Linked DNA regions of Drosophila melanogaster: region 1 is linked to region 2. The links are chromatin contacts, called in public Hi-C maps. All regions are on one chromosome and are shown on one strand. The core of a region is the stretch at or near the end of the contact, and the rest is flanking DNA. Distances in the headings are between cores, read along the strand shown. Region 1 holds the start of CG14882. Region 2 holds the start of srp (serpent).

Region 1 (4,625 bases), core at 6-2,505, 460 kb after region 2:
AGGTGAAAATGTACGAGAACTGAATTTGATACGTTTTGCTACAGTTTGACTATTATTTTACACATCATCCACGAATACGGCTTTATTTGTTGATCTGCAGAGCATTAGCTAGCTAGGTTTTTATTTAAAGTTGATGGAATACGAGCCCGTGTTGGGATCCTGTTGCATTTGGAAATTCTGTGTAGACAGTCCGAACGGTTTGAGTATCATGTTGCCCAGGTCCTTTAAGCTGGACATCATCTCGTTTTTGAGCTTCTCGTTGCGCTCGTTTATAATTGGCGGCAGCCGAATCTGAGCCTCGCGAGCCTCCTGCTGACCGGGATCGATCTCAGTAACTTTTTTGTAGTCCTCCAGAGCCTCGTCGGGCTTGTCTTCTTGCTCATAGAGCTTGGCGCGCCTGTAAGATGTAATTAGACTTTAGAAATTTTAAGGGAGATATTAAAATAAAGACCTTAAAAGCACCCTCACATACTCCGGCCACAGTTCTATAGCCTTTGTGCAGTCGTCGATGGCCGCTTTGTTGGCCTCCAGCTTAATCTTGGCAGCAGCCCTGTTTCCGTAGAGAACTGCTCGCTCCTTGGAGCTGGCCGAGGGGCAAATGTCTAAGGCTTCTGTGTAGGTCTTGGCGGCGCCTTCGGCGTCGTCATTTTTGAACAACTCGTTGCCCTCAACTTTCAGCTTATCGGCCTTTTCTTTGTTAGCTGTCAGCTGCTCTGGGCTGAGATCCTTCTCCCGTTCGCGCAACTCCTCAATGGTTAGCTCAGAGTCCACTGTCGTTGGTGTCGCGATGGAATCTCCACCAGCCGCGCCCTGTTCCGCTTCGTCATCCAACGCCAGCTGGTTTTGCTTCTCCACGATCTCATCCACGTCCTTTTCGCTCTGCCGCGTGCTGGTGGCCTCTTTTTCGGTTATCTCCTCCCCGATCGCATCATGGAATTCGTCGTCACTGTTGGCGTTGCCTGCCATTCTTTTTAAAATTGATCCTTACCGAATTTACTGGAGATTTCGGTTTGTTGTTCAGCAACAAATAAAGCTCCTCATGCTAACGATAACTGTGCATATCGATAACACCGATGTCGTACAGTGTTGACAAAGGTAGGTTTCTGATTAGGTACCTTCCCAAGCTAAGAAATGTTAGGTACAGATAATTTTTAAAACAAATAATTTAAGGATAATCCTTAATGTTGTATTTGGCAAAGATGAAGACCAATTTAAAATAAACATTTAATCTTTTACAGCTTCCCTTGATAAGGGAAGCTGTAAATAAACTCTTTCCAACACTACCGCTTGTTAACGATTTGACTGCTGCCCATGCGAATTGGTAAATACGGGAAAAATGGACTTAGGAGCTTATAAATTGAGTGAATACATCCCCGCCAAGCCGCTGGTCGGTAATCTGGAGTTGTGTTTCACGGACGAAGAGCAGGTGAGTTAGGAGCTACCGTGAGAATAGCCTTTTCAAGCCTATCTTTGTAGAGACCCACCGAAACATGCGGCCAACTTAAATGCTGCGATATTTTAAAGTTCCCATTCGCCCGCCCTGATTTCCAGCCAAGTTCAGTGGAGATAAAGGAGAGCAAGGTGCTCGTGTCTGCTGATAAGGCTACAGAGACAAAACGCGTGGTGGAGCTGACTCTGGAGTCCACGTTCGATTACCAGCCCGGGGATACCATTGGAATTTTGCCTGCTAATAAACTCGAACAAGTGGAAAGTCTGCTCCATCGGCTGGAACTGTTAGACCAGGCCGACACCACTTGCCACTTAAAGTTGGTGTTCAACTGCGCCAATAAGAATGCTAAGCTACCCGCCCACATTCCAGCAACTACTACTCCCCGGGAGATCCTTACCCACTGCCTCTCCCTTAATTTTGTTCCGCAGAAGCAGCTCCTCAGCGCCCTGGCCGGATTTACAAGCGATGACAAAGAGCGTTGTTTCCTGTCCTGTCTGTCCTCTAAACAGGCCACCGAGTACTACCAATCGCTGATATTAGAGCAAGGCCTGCTTTTCATAGACATTCTTGAAGTGTGCGTCAACTGCAGGCCACCACTGGCATTCCTGGCAGAGCACTTGCCACGGCTGCTGCCGCGACCGTACTCCATTGCCAACAGTCCCTTGGAGGCTAGTAATCGCGAACTTCGCGTTATCTACTCGCTGCTCAGCCTCAAACCTGGAGTCACAACCAGCATGTTGGAGGCGGCTGCACAGCAAAGCAGTCCGGAGCATTCCAAAAAAGTAGTTATCTACCCACGAATGAGCAACCTATTCCGTTACACAGAGCGGGATGTGGGCAGAAACCAAATACTTATTGCTGTTGGCACAGGTCTGGCGCCTTTTCTTGGATTCTTAGCCCACAAGGAAGAGCTTATAAAACAGCAGCCGCAACAGCCAAGCGGGCAATCCTGGCTCTACATTGGTGCCAAGACCCCAGAAGCAGTTCTTAAGCGTGAAAAACTAATGGAGTGGCAGGAATCTTCGTTGCTCGAGCGCCTACGGATGTGTTACTCGCGAGGCGAATCCCCCAGCTACGTGCAACATATGTTGGAGGAGGACTGTGAGGATCTGGTCGAGTTCCTGATGAAGTCAGAGACTGTGTTGTACATTTGTGCCGATGGCGCCAAGATTTCGCAGTCCATTGCAGGTGTTTTAAGTCGTTGCTTGCAGAAGGCTATGCATCTCACTGAAGAAGAAGCTTCGCAGCTGTTAAAAAAACTGAGGAAGCAGGACAAATACCGCGAGGATGTTTGGCTGTAATGGACAAGTCTTAGGTGCAGTCAAAATAAAAGCTTCATTAATTAAGCCCTATAAATAAATACCTTAATATATTAGTCGTTTGTAACTCTTACAGAAAATTTGAATTTTTAGTGTGTTTGTTGTTTTTACGTACGGTTAAGGTCGTTTATTTTCATAATTGAAAATAAGTGTAGCAAAGGAACCACTTCCACTGCTCATTTGAGTAGCTAATGTATGCAAGTATTTGCACTCAGATGTTTGTAAATCAATTGCTATTATTTTAACTGCAGCCTCAATGTAAATAATTATAAAACAGAAAGCTTTGGTCGAATAAGTAAATAACGATATATTTAACAACACAAAATAAAAATTACAGTGCAAGGTAAACTAAATACATACAATTGTGAGGGCCATCTTCAATGATCGAAGTGGATGGGGACGACTACGTGTACTAAATGGATTTGGGTCTGTGTATAAAATTGACTTAAGTGGTAAATTGCAAAATATATCTAAATAATGGTAGAATATAGATTACGACTTAGGTTTCAAGCAAATTAAACGTGCACACATAAAACATAAAACGTATAGTAGGGTTTGCTCTTTGAATTTAACCGATTGGTAAAGCGCTAATGTATCGTTATTGTTTCTCCGCTTCTCTAAATATCTAGATCTTTTTATTTATTATACTGTTTACGTTTATTTTGGCAAGTCGTTTTGACCTTGCACAATAATATGCATTTTGTATTTTATCTACGTTTAAGTTTAATTGAAATAGAGCCAATTCTTTTAGTGTATACTAATATAATTACGAATCGATCAAAATTGATGTCAGCTTCTTCTTTCTCCTATTCGTCCCTTTACATTTGCAATAAAAGTTGCGTATAAAAAATTATGCTACTTTATGTTGTTCTTTGTTTGGTTTCAAGACTTAAGTTCCATTTTACATTTACGTTTTTAATTGCAAATTTTGCGTTCGTCTTAAATGCGTTTGCGAATATGTAATGTCGGGTATGTTTCGGTTTCCAAAAAGGCAATCTAACCCCGTTTCTACTGCCCCAAAATACTATCCGTTCGTTGCCTTGCCTAATACTCATTTAAGCTAAACTAAGAAAATCAAGTATATTTTCGATTAATAATTAAGCTCTTTAAAAATTATGAATGCATAATTGTAGGCCAAATATTGGGATTTCATTTCGTATATAAAATTTAACTATGAACCGATCTGCAGCAGCAGCAATCCATTTTCCCTATTAATATCAAAATTGCAAGTAAAATATAATCCCTATCGGTAAGTGTATATATAACAGATAAAAAAGCTAACACCGGCTGGCGAAAGATCCTTGAATGCACTCCTTTTTTCATTCGCCTTCGTTGTGTTTTCGTAAAATATCTGTAGTCTGGCGACTAGCCCACAGATATACTTTTCGAATAGAACTTGTGGTGGTGGGAAATAGCATAAAATATCGAACTGAGAGGATAATGGAAAAATAGGTAGTTTAAACCTTCTTCAATATATTCTCTTCGGCAATTGGCATTGCTTATGATTCCCGTTGGGAGTAGGTTTAGTGTACGTATACCACTTCTATATGATCTATATAGTCTTTCTAGGGACAATATTTCAATATTTCACTTTAGCTTTGACACACACATTACGGCGTTAAATAACATCTCTATTGTGATAGGGGCTTGTATAGAATTACAATTTTCTTTGTGCGTATGGCAAATATCTCCAAGGAAGGAACAAGGGAATCTACTTTAATCTGTTCTTTTGTGGCGTTTGGTTAGTCTTACGTTTGTACTAATTAAAATGGAATATCGAACATTTATCCCTCAATCCCGTCCACACTGCGAATATCAGCTAATATACATACAAGCTCTGTCTAGCTGGCTCTAAT
Region 2 (4,191 bases), core at 367-2,866:
TCTGTACATGATTAAAGCTAAACGTAGCAGGATAGTTTAAATGAAATGTAGTAATAGTATCTAAAATAACATGATGACAAGATAATAGGTTATTAAAATAGGTTATTAATAGTATCTTACAATCTTTGCCTCTGCATTCTTCTCAGTGCATTCCCTTTTCTCTTACCCACTCACTTTGGCCTTTTATCTTCTGACCACAAGGCATCTTCCGGACTTTGCTACTGCTACTACTGATAGTCCAGCACCCGCACCCGCACCCTTGCATCCTTATCGCAATGTCTCCTCCTCGACTCCTCCCCGCATGGGTGACCCGCACCCTGTGGCCAGGGCCTCCTCCTCTCCCTACTGGCTGGGTCGGATCTTGGTCTGCCCGGCGAGGCGCCGACTTAAAGTTTTCCGCCAGGTTATTTACCTCCTTATCTCGCCAGCATTGTTTTCGCCTCGTCACCCGCTCCTTGCTTCTGATTCGTCTGGTTTTATCAATGTTTCTGTTTGCAATATGTTTGTTCTCAGCTTTTTGTTATTGTTTCTTGATTACTGGTTCTCTTATCACGACGCGTGACGTCATAAGAGCCGGCATTTTGCTATTAGATAGGAATATCTTTACATTTTTTTATCGTTTTTTTTTGGAAACGTGCTTGCTTTTTAGTTTTTTAAAATTACCAGACTCTTTGGCATTTCCCTGGTGGGAAATAAACTTCATCATAAACTTCATCGAAAGGGGGGGTGTGTAGGGAGAATAGTAGGAGTGCCATAGATAGGCAAGGTCGTCTGCCAGGCTTTGTTATCGGTTTGGTTTAATGTAGATCAGTCTCTATTTATTGAGCGCAAAAAAAATGTTATATCTTTCATAAACCATCTTTACTAAACCGGAAAATATCTTAGATATAAAAGAGAAAAGTGGGATTTATATTAGGAACTTATATTTTTGATTTAGAAAAAGATTAGTTTGGAAGAGCTTGTATCTTTGAGAAATAATTAGAAATTGGGTATTTACAGGATTGGATCTGGGGGAATTTATATATATTTTTTTTTAGTAAGTTGGTTAAAGATCCTTTCTCTACTGTTTGGTAAGCATTCGAAACAGGAACTTATGTACATTCCGCTATAGTGGCCAGATTCCGAATGCTGTCGTCACCAAATCAAATCTGGCCAAAGCAGGCCAGATGATAAGGACCTATGGCATATACTCACCAAGTCGGAGAGCGAGAGTTGCCCCGATAAGGATAGTCGCGCGACCGACGCGTGATGCAACTTAATCAAATCGTGTTTTGGTATCGCCCACCCTGCCTCTCGCTCTATCTGTGCCAGCGTCCTGCTCGCTCCCGTGTGGCGTCCATGCGGCGGAGATGGCGCCTGTGGGGCTGGCAATCGTGGAATCGGAATCGGGCCCGGCTCAGATAGCCATATCTTGGCGGCGTCCAATCAGCGGAACCGGCGACAGCCAAACTACGCCAAAGTACCGAGTACACGGCGCAATGAGTTCGACGGTTGCGTCGCCGATAATAAGTACAATCGTTACTTTGCTGTTGTTGCGTTTTTGAAAAGGTGATATGAAATGTGCTCTGATAAGTTTTAATCAAGAATATTTTACTCGCATTGCTTTGGGTGGCTCCCGGCCGAGTAGCATTTGAAAAGTTGTAGTAGTAGGTCGGAGCTCGGATGCGGGTCTGGTCGGGTCCACTCCCAACCGAACCCATCCCGTGCCATCCCATCCTATCGATTGCATCCGGCACACCGGTGCGGATTCGTGGGTCGTGTCCCGGCGATTATCACCGTGATCTGTTGGGCGTGAAACCGAAGAAAACCCTTTGAGCGTGGAAAAATGTGAGGAAAGTTGCGCCGGCGCAAGGGAAATCCTTCAAACGTGTGTTTAACCACAAAAGCGACGTGAGTTTAACCAACATAATCGACGGTTGGGCGCCCGGAAAAGCCACCACCCGCCTCCTCATCGTTCCCCGAAAGAGTTGTGATCCGTCGGCGTGACCTGTGTGACACTTTCATTTGCCGGGTTAACGCCCCCTCAAAGTCCGGACAGTATCGAAACCGAAAATTTAACGCTTGCTTAGCGCCTGAGATCGCCAGATGCCCAGATGTCCGCGGCTCGGTCATCATCGATGAAAACCACATGGGCCGAACGAACGCCCCTCATAATGAGCGCAACGGATCCGAGCACTCGATTCTGGACCTAGCCACAATGGATTTTCAATCGCTGTCGGAATATGCATGGGAATCTGGCCATGGACAACTTGGTAAGTTTCACCAGACGATTTGTTGGCCTTCGGGGGAAGTTGCTCTCAATTGTCTTAACTAACATAAATAATACTAATGGAATGTTGCATATGTGCTAAATGAAGCTACATATGTACATAAATAAATGTCACATAATGTTTAGTCACAACTCTTGGGAAGACATAGTGTACGTATTATTATGAGTCATTGTATTCATTTTTTGCAAACAGTCATGATTTTAATGAGTTTTAGGCTTAAAATGGTTTCTAAGAATAAATATTTCAGTTCAAGTCGCAGTAAGATTATTAAATGTTGTGGAATGCATCCAAGCAAAAAGTGTCTAAGAAAATTTAAGGAATTGAAAAGGGACCGACAGGGAAAAGTAGGGAAAATTATGTCGATTACGAGAAACCAGCATGACGATCAACGAACCCAAAAAGCACAAAACTCCGGATCCCGTCCAGCCAAGGGGTGGGGCATTGCCTTACAGCTCCAGGCAGTGGCACCCAGCAAGTGCCCATATGCGTGCCCGAGTATATATTTTATATATATGTATGTGTATATATATATAAATATATAAGGAGGTTGAAACGACTGAAAAACAAAATGCGAGTCCAAACGATGGGTCCCGTTCCATGGTACCGCTGCCGATCCACTTGGCCCTGCGGTCGTTGAGTTGTGGCGACGACAACAACGAGGCCTTATCAACATCGACTTGTATGTATATGTATAATATATGTATGTGGGGAAAAAATGAAAAGAAAAAATTATTCAAGAAAAATAAGCATTTAAGAAAAGAATTTCAAAACAAATGAAATAAATGTAGTGGGGCCTTATACTATGTACCCATAAATTCATTGCTATACACACATGACTTCCTGCCATAGGTCAGCCATATTGAAAATTAATTATACAAAAAAAATATATATATATATATATATTGTATAACCACACACATATTATAGTCAAGCGAATTGTCGTAGTTAACCGACAATTGCCTTTTGTTGTTCAGCCAGTGATTTTCCAGGGAAACCCTGGATGCATCCCACACAGCCATCCGACTCCCCTGACACGTGCATCTCCATAGCGAAATGCATCCGCAAACAAGTGGGATTTACTTTTGGGTGCCGCGGAGGAAACCGCGACAATAAACACCGCAAAAACAAAAAAACCAAAACCAAAACCAAACCGAGGACAAACAACCAACAATGACGGACAGTCACATACATTAAACATTAACAGAACAAGTAAAGTAAAAATTGTAGTATAAAAGAATTTTTGTGAAATTCCGAAACGCAAACAAACTGTACGGCAAACAACAATCCACCAAAGACAAGATACAAGATACAAGACACTCGTGTTTGTCTTAATCGTTAATTGCTCTGGCCACGTCCCTATCCCAGTCCCGATTTCAGTTCGAGTTCCAGTTCCAGTCCTCTGTGGTTGGCACACACATCCACAGAGTGCGCCAAACTCTAGGAAAAACCGCACCTACTCCATATAAACATAGAGCCACAAGCACTGCGGATGAGCTGTATCCGCGCGTGTCTCTTAACTGGGTCTTCAATGAGTACCTGTTGCTAGTGGCTTGGTTACCTGTCTGTCCGTCCAACTTCGTAATATAATGTGTGTTTGACAGGATATGCCCAGTCCCAGTCTCAGTCCCAGTTCTATTACCATTTCCAGTCCCTATTCCGATCCCAAACACCCAGACACCGTGCCCCGTCATCGCTCCGACTTGCATTGTTCTCCGCTGCGGAACTTTAATTACCCAACCTTACTTTCACTGTCCGCATAAAAATTAATGAGTTTAGGACTTGTCCGTTTAGCGTCCGCGTCTTCCATTCATAAATTTTGTTTCGGGGCTGGGAAATTCCCGTGTCCTGATTCATTTGCCATTCCTTTTTATGAATGGATATGCTCTATTTTTGGGATTGCTTCGGATCGGTTTTTAATGGG

What was found. A called contact is a pair of places that touch in the nucleus more often than the background predicts.
Region 1: a Hi-C map of the Kc167 cell line shows a contact between it and region 2, with 2.9 times the contacts expected there. A contact is called at or near these places in 8 of 107 Hi-C or Micro-C datasets (the Kc167 cell line, the S2 cell line, cellular blastoderm embryo and 2 more).

What each region holds. Positions count from the first base shown.
Region 1 is chr3R:16,441,952-16,446,576 of dm6, forward strand. CG14882 reads left to right here and starts at 1,256. Exons shown (of 2, transcript NM_001275708.1): 1 at 1,256-1,426; 2 at 1,477-3,059. The coding sequence starts at 1,337. The coding sequence ends at 2,751. Ttc1 (Tetratricopeptide repeat domain 1) reads right to left here and starts at 1,056. Exons shown (of 2, transcript NM_001275707.1): 1 at 452-1,056; 2 at 1-397. The coding sequence starts at 966. The coding sequence ends at 121. Pak3 (Pak3,) reads right to left here. Exons shown (of 2, transcript NM_169719.3): 2 at 3,056-4,625.
Region 2 is chr3R:15,984,536-15,988,726 of dm6, forward strand. srp (serpent) reads left to right here and starts at 1,617. Exons shown (of 8, transcript NM_001275690.1): 1 at 1,617-2,252. It overlaps lncRNA:CR44133 (long non-coding RNA:CR44133), which reads left to right and starts at 1,646. Exons shown (of 2, transcript NR_074017.1): 1 at 1,646-2,252.